2 separate regions of the Sus scrofa genome follow, and region 2 is linked to region 1. Evidence: chromatin contacts called from public Hi-C data. All regions are on one chromosome and are shown on one strand. The core of a region is the stretch at or near the end of the contact, and the rest is flanking DNA. Distances in the headings are between cores, read along the strand shown. Region 1 holds the start of CPNE3 (copine-3). Region 2 holds the start of LOC100154873 (carbonic anhydrase 2).

What was found. A called contact is a pair of places that touch in the nucleus more often than the background predicts.
Region 2: a contact with region 1 is called in a Hi-C map of fetal liver, with 1.8 times the contacts expected there. The contact joins the promoter of LOC100154873 here to the promoter of CPNE3 in region 1.

Annotation. Positions count from the first base shown.
Region 1 is chr4:50,343,428-50,347,239 of Sscrofa11.1, reverse strand. It overlaps CPNE3 (copine-3), which reads left to right and starts at 1,840. Exons shown (of 16, transcript XM_021089156.1): 1 at 1,840-2,023. It overlaps RMDN1 (regulator of microtubule dynamics protein 1), which reads right to left and starts at 2,354. Exons shown (of 9, transcript XM_021089160.1): 1 at 2,115-2,354. The coding sequence starts at 2,243.
Region 2 is chr4:51,209,396-51,213,207 of Sscrofa11.1, reverse strand. LOC100154873 (carbonic anhydrase 2) reads left to right here and starts at 1,772. Exons shown (of 7, transcript XM_001927805.2): 1 at 1,772-2,057; 2 at 3,166-3,363. The coding sequence starts at 2,024. MIR9858 (microRNA 9858) reads right to left here and starts at 1,625; the gene lies at 1,548-1,625.

The DNA of each region.
Region 1 (3,812 bases), core at 591-3,090:
AAAAATGCTCAACATTACCAATTATTACAGAAAGGCAAATCAAAACTACAATGAGGAGTCCTATGTGGTTCAGCGGGTTAGGAACCTGACCAGTATCCATGAGGATATGGGTCTGATCCCTGCCCTCGCTCAGTGGGTTAAGGATCCAGCAGTGCAGCAAGCTGTGCTGCAGGCTGCAGATGCAGCTTGGATCTGGTGTTGCTGTGGCTGTGGTGTAGGCTGGCAGTTCCAATTCGATCCTTAGCCCAGGAACTTCCACATGCTTTACATGCAGCCCTAAAACGAAAAAAGAAACTACAATGAGGTACCACTTCACACTGGTCAGAATGGCCATCATTAATAAATCCACAAATAACAAGTACTGGAGAAGGTGTGGAGAAAAGGGAACCCTCCTACACTGTTGGTGGGAATGAAACTTGATAAAACCACTATGGAAGACAGTATGAAAGATTCCTCAGAAAACTAATTATAGAACTACCATATGATCCAGTGATCCCACAACTAGGCATATATCCAGACAAAAGTTTCATTCAAAAATATGCACCCCTACGCTCAAAGCAGCACTATTCACAATACCTAAGACATGGAAACAACCTAAATGTCCATTGACAAATGAATGGATTAAAAAGATACGGAACATATATACAATGGAATACTGCTCAGCCATAAAAAAGAATGAAATGCCATTTACAGCAACATGGATGCAAATAAAGATTCTTAAACTAAATGAACTAAGTCAGAAGAGAAAGACAAACACCATGTGATATGCAATTTAAAATATGGCACAAGTGAACATATCTACAGAACAGAAACAGACTCACAGACAAGGAGAACAGACTTGTAACTCTCAAGGGGGAAAGGGGAAGGAGTGGGATGGAGTGGTAGTTTGGGATTAGTAGATGTAAACTATTACATTTAGACTAGATAAGCAATGATGTCCTGCTATATAGCACAGAGAACTATATCCAATCACTTATGACAGAACATGATGGAAAATAATATAAGAAAAAGAATGTGTATATATATATATTGATATATATATAAATCACTGGGTCACTCTGCTGTACATCAGAAATAGAACATTGTAAATCAACTATATTTTAATAAAAAATGTTTAATAAACTGAAAAAAATGGGCCCCAATGAGCCTTGCTTTCTAATATTCACTACCCTTAATTGTAACAGGCTGAACTTACTGACTCCCTTGGAAGAAAGAGAATATGCAGAAGTGAAAATGGAGTATTGGCTATTATTACCTAAATTATATCACATGCACGGATGCTCCATCTCACCTTTCAACCCCCTTTCAGAGATTAAACAAACCAAGGCCTAGGAATAGTCTAACAGACATGCCAGGAGCTCCCCTTGTGACTCATTGGGTTAATAACCCAACACAGTATCCCTGAGGATTCAGGTTCTATCCCTGGCCTTGCTCAGCAAGATAAGGATCTGGCTTTGCCACAGTGCAGTGTAGGTTACAGATGCAACTCAGATCCAGCATTGCTGTGGCTGTGGCATAAACTGGAGGCTGCACCTTCAATTCAACCCCTACTCCTAACCCAGGAATTTCCATATAACACAGGTACCGGAAGTAAAAAAAGAGAAATGCCAAAACTAGGATGACAATCCAACACCCCAACATACTTCCTTAACATTATGCAAATAAAATAAACTCAAACATAATTTTTAAAAGGAAATAATATAAAATCTTTCTGAATCCTAGAAATTTTCAAAAACCAAAACACCACAAACTTTTCAGAGTGCTGTTACTGTATACTGTATACGGCAATCATCAAAAACGAAAATTATCTCACAGGGGTCAAAGACCTTCCCTCCTACTGCTCTCTCCGTATTTGCACAGAAAAGATAAAGAGCAGAGTCTCCGGGTAGATGAGAGAGCTCCTCCTCCTCCGACCCCAGTTTTCAGAGAGGAAAAGGAGCCTTGCGAAAGGGAGAGGACTAGTCCGTCGCTTTCACCGGGGGCGTTCCTGGCACATCTGGCCCAAGTTCCTTCAGTTCCTAAGGTGAGGCCAGGCCACCAAGCCTGAAGAAGGAAGGGGCTGCCGGAGTCCAGCCGGTAGGGGAGGGAAGTGAGAGCCAGGACTGCGAGGGTACCTCAGAGCCGCGGAGTGGCCAAGGAACGCACCGCCCACGGCTGCCAGCAGCACCCGTCGGGAGCCGAAGTGCCCGCGCGGAGCTCCGTCCCAAAGGGAGCGAGCGCCAGAGTCGTAAGGTTAGCGCCATGATCTAAAAACCAGAGGCCTGACCCTTCACCCCCTGGGCTCGCTACCCAGCCGGGCGGAGATAAAGGAGTCACAGTCCTTCCCGAGAAAGCCCCACCGACTTCCGGGGCGGTGCCTCTTTAGCGCAGCAGCTTCCGGTCCACGGGTCTGGCGGGGGAGGGAAATAGACCGATTGGGTGGGACTTAGCGGCCGAGGGGACTGAGGTGGTAAGCGCCCTTCTGGCCGCTGGTTTATTGGCGCTCCTTGTGCAGACTGGGTCTCTTGGTTTTGGCAGGAGAGATCGCCAGAACAGACTTGAAAGCTGGGAAATAGGCCAGAGGATTTACGTATGCAAGAAAATAATGATTTGTTATTCTCTGCTGCCTTCAAAGATGAGCATTTTGGTGTGTTTTTTAGGAAATAATGCTTGGAAGTAGTAAACTGCTCCACCTAAAGAAGGAAATAGAAGAGACTGAGAGACTGGGGGGGGGGGAAGGGGAGTTTCCCAGGGAGGAGAGAGATGCCAGAAATGAACACAGAACCTGAAGCCCATGCTGGTCTAGTAAGAAAGCCTAGGGAGAGGAGGCCTCTGGACAGGAAGTTGACGCCTTGCTATGCTATGGCAAGTGTGAAATAAAACCCTTAGTTTCCCCTCAAAATATTAAGTAAGGTCGATATTACTTCTCACTGGCTTGGAATTGTTGTAGAGGGAATAAACAGGTTTTGAATCCTGCTTCAGAGTTGATGTTGGTGAAAACCCAAGCTGCAAACCTACTATATGGAATATATGGGGAAAAATTATGGGCAGTAAAGGAAGATATTGTTTTTTTAAATTAGGTTGCACTTATATAGTACTTTTAATACTACATAGTGAGTTAACACACACATTTCATTTGAACTTCCCAACTACCTTGTTAAGTAACTGGGGTCCCAAGTTAATAAACTCGTGAACTATAGCTCAAAGAGATTTATTAGCCCAGGACTCATAGCTCATAGGTGTTGGTAGAGTAGAATCCATATCTTCTAACTCCAAGTCCAGTGCTTCTATATGATTTCCTTTATGGTTTATCACAGGATACGGAATATAGTTCCCTGTGCTATACAGTAGGACCTTGTTGTTTATCCATCCTATATATAATAGTTTGTATCTGCTAACCCCAAACTTCCACTCCCAATCCTTCCCTCTCAAGCCACCCCCCAACCTTAGCAACCAGAATTCTATTCTCTATATCTGTAAGTCTCTGTTTCATAGATATGTTTATTTGTGTCATATTTTAGATTCCACATATAAGTGATACCATATGGTATTTGTCTTTCTCTAACTTCACTTACTATAGTAGTCCCTAGGTTCATCTACATTGATGCAAATGGCATAATTTCATTCTTTTTTTTGGCTGGTAATATTCCATTTTGTACATATACTAAATCTTCTTTATCCACTCATCTGTTAGTGGACATTTAGGTTGTGTCCATGTCTTGACTCTTGTAGATAATGCTGCTATGAACATAGGGTGAATGTATATTTTTAAGCTATACTTTTGTCTGGGTATATGTCCATTAGTGAGATTGTTGGACCATATAGAAACTCTG
Region 2 (3,812 bases), core at 523-3,022, 870 kb before region 1:
AGGAACTATCGAGGCCCTCTTCTTTTGAATTAAGTAAATATTTGAAAATTATGCAAAGAATCAAAATTATTGTATAGGAGTTCCCGTCATGGCTCAGTGGTTAATGAATCCGACTAGGAACCATGAGGTTGCGGGTTCGGTCCCTGGCCTTCCTCAGGGGTTTAAGGATCCGGCGTTGCCGTGAGCTGTGATGTAGGTTGCAGACGTGGCTCGAATCCCGCGTTGCTGTGGCTCTGGCGTAGGCCGGCGTCTACAGCTCCGATTTGACCCCTAGCCTGGGAACCTCCATATGCTGCGGAGAGCGGCCCAAGAAAAATGGCAAAAAGACCAAAAAAAAAAAAAAATTATTGTATAGCCTCCATGAGAGACTATGCAGCTACAAATACAAAATTCTCTGTAACTACGAACTACATTTTGTGATGGTCCTAGAAACCAAAAATAGCTCATTGCCTAAGAATTCACTGGTGACATCCACCCAAAAAACCCCACAAAGAGGTACACACTTTCCTGGAGTCTTAGGACAAGACCAAATGTATCTAAATCTGAATCATTTCTGTTTGTATGGAATTGACTGAAATAAAAAAGTAAATAATGATTTTAAAATCAACATTGGAATAATTTACACTAATATTATAATTTATCCTTTTATTTATCTATATGAGTGATGTCAGGGCTGTTAGACTTGTGTGAAACTGTGTCCTGCTGCCCCAAGTTTAACTTTAATACTATGCTCTTAGTGATCTCAGAGATTCACAGGACAGAAAACCCTTCTCCCCTTTTTGTGACAAAGTCCCTTGAGGGAAATGAATTCTGTTCACACCTCAAAATAATCCTGACTTAGGGCATTGGGTACAGGAGAAACGGTGCCTCACATACCCACGAAAAGGAAATGAATAAGGGCAAAATGCCTAGGGCCTAGGAAAGCCACAATGCTGCCTTGACTCAAAAATGTCCACTCTTCAGTTTCTTTGAATTAGTTCTTAGGTATGCCAGATGCCCACTTTCCTTTGTCAGCCAGGGAAAGTTCTTATCTTTTTGCAAGACAGTCTTTCTTTTACCCAATTCCTGTGAAAAAAAAGTGATTTTTAGAAGTTTTGATTGCTTTAAATCAATACGTACTCCACTAGGAAGTCTCTCCTCTAAAGTGTATTTTGAAAGAGAAGAAAGAAGGTAGAATGAACAAACATTTGGTGAACATTTCAAGAGACCTTGACAGCTTTCAAGGAAATGCATTCTTCGGACTTGAATCGAAGACACCCTCTCCCTCCTTCTTGGTTTATTCCGCAGCCTTCCAGCAGGGGGCGCGTAGTTCTCAGCGTGATGCTTCTCCCTCCCTAGCGCCTCAAGGACCGTATCCCTATTTGCCCCAAGGTCATAGCTCCTAAGCAAGCCCGGGACGCCCGCGAGCAAGCCCTTGGAGCTAGAGACCTCGGCGTGGGTGGGGCCGATGGGGCGGGGCTGGAGTGCTCCTAGGCCAGGGATGCAATCACAAAGGGGACAGGGGATCAGAGATACCGGACGCGGGTCCTCAGCAGTCAGCGCCGCCGCCAGCCTCAGCGCTCCGGAGGGGGATGGGGTGCGTGTAGACGCTCCGCAGCCCAGTCCGACTCAGGAACCCCGGAGCCGCCGCCGCCACGCGCGCGGGGAGCACGGAGCCTCGTGGAGGCCCAGGGACCCGGGGCCGGGACCCGAGGTCGGGCCGCAGGCCGAGGGGAGACGAGTGGCGGGAGAGGAGCTCCTGAACCTGGCCCAGCGCCCGCCGAGAGGGCGTTCTCCCCGCCCCCGGAGCCTCGCCCTCCTGGCCCGCCCCGAGCGCGGGGAGATCACCTCCGCCCGTCACCTCCTCCCCCAGTCGCCCAGGTCCACCCAGGGCCCCTTCCCCCCGGCCGCCCCCGAGCACGAAGTTGGCGGGAGCCTATAAATACCAGCGACGGCGCGACCCGCGGACATACGGTGCAGGCGCTCCAGCAGCCGCCGCTAGACCGGCGCCAACTCCTGCCCTGCCCCTACCAGCGGCACGACCATGTCCCATCACTGGGGATACGACAAGCACAACGGTGAGTGCGGGCTGCGGGCGGGGCGGCGTCTGCGCCTGGGGCTCCGGGCCCCTCTGGGGCCCAGCAGCGCACGCACCTGCTATTTCCCGCTGCCGCCTGGAGCACCCGAGGCTCAGGTGCGCCCCCGACGCCTTGCCCGCGCGCCCGCGGCTCCCCGGCGCGGGATGCCCCCAGCTCAGAGCCGGAGTCCACTGTCGAGGAATCCCTGCGTCCAGCGGTGGCGCGCGGTGCCGGGGGAAGGGGGCGCGCAGAAGCAGCAGTGGGACCCAAGGACAGCCCTTCCCGGGTCACGAGCCGGAGACCATCCTATTCCGACCCAGGAGGAAACTAGGGCGAATTGTAACGATACATTTTAGTTATTGATCGCAGAGAAATTAGGGGACCCTATTTTCCCCCTACCTTACCCTACCCCCAGTTCATCTTCAGCACCACTTGTGGCTGAGACTCTCAGCACGAAGTGTCCCGGGGCATTTTCTTGGGGTGGTTTGAATCCACTGCGCTGATTTCTGAGTTTTTCCTTCGTCTCTCCGCTTCTAATGTTAGGAAGTCACCAGGAACCCGGCTTTATCGGCGTCACAGATCTGGGTTCTCCTGAACCAGCAGACCAAAGAGAAAAATGTGTCTAAACCACCTTGAGCCTCTTTGGGGGTTTGGGGCTTTCTAGATCGTGGGAATCCTAACCATTAAAGCAGGGTTGCCCTGCCTGAACAGTGATTCTGACCTTACTGATCTAGTAAAAGGACAAGAGAGAGGAATCCCCATCTGCTGGAATGTCTTAAGTGAGCTTGCATCGTCCAAATCCTAATCACAAGCCTAATGTCAGTCACTCAATGGCAGTAAAAGGAACATAAAATAGCTAATATTTATATGGTGCTCACTACTTGTTCTAAAAGCTTTTACGTATATTGATTCTGATTCTCACATCAACCTTTAATACAAATGAGGAAACTAAGGCACAGATTGTGTTTCACTAAAGTTATTCAGCTGTTAATTATGCCGCCAAAATTAGAGCCAGACAGATTGGCTCCAGAGCCATTGCTCTTTTCTAGGGGTCTGGGTTTGTCCTTCCCCACAGTGGGGGGTTCACACAGTCTCTTTTCAATCTCAGGACCTGAGCACTGGCATAAGGACTTCCCCATCGCCAAGGGAGATCGCCAGTCCCCTGTTGACATCAACACCAGCACAGCTGTTCACGACCCTGCCCTGAAGCCTCTGTCCCTTTGCTATGAGCAAGCGACTTCTCAGAGAATTGTCAACAACGGCCACTCTTTCAACGTGGAGTTTGATAGCTCCCAGGACAAAGGCGGTCAGTGTTTAAAAAATAACTTGTGCATTTCAGCCAGTGGCTGTTTTCGCAGCTTAACAGAAGCAGCAGCAAGACCCTCCTCTTAATACTACACTCTGATAATCTTCATTACGTTCAGTCTCTGAGAAGTAGGCTAATTATTTGCAAGTGGCAGGGGCCACTTCTCCCTGTAAAATTCCTGGTTTCTATGTAGGGCATTGAATAACTGTGATGTGCTTGGGAAAAGTCACAGAAGGCAAGGTCCCCTGGCATAGAGATCAGAAACAATGGGATTTGCAAAACCTGAACTTTTAAGACTTTCTAAAGTACTTGTTTCCCAAAATTGATGCTTATACTATAAAAAGCACATCCTAGGGTGATCTTCAAGGTAGCAGTGAGAAGAGTGATAAAAACCTGACAATTAAAATGCTAAAATTCTTGGAAACATTGTATTTATGACTATTTTCTTG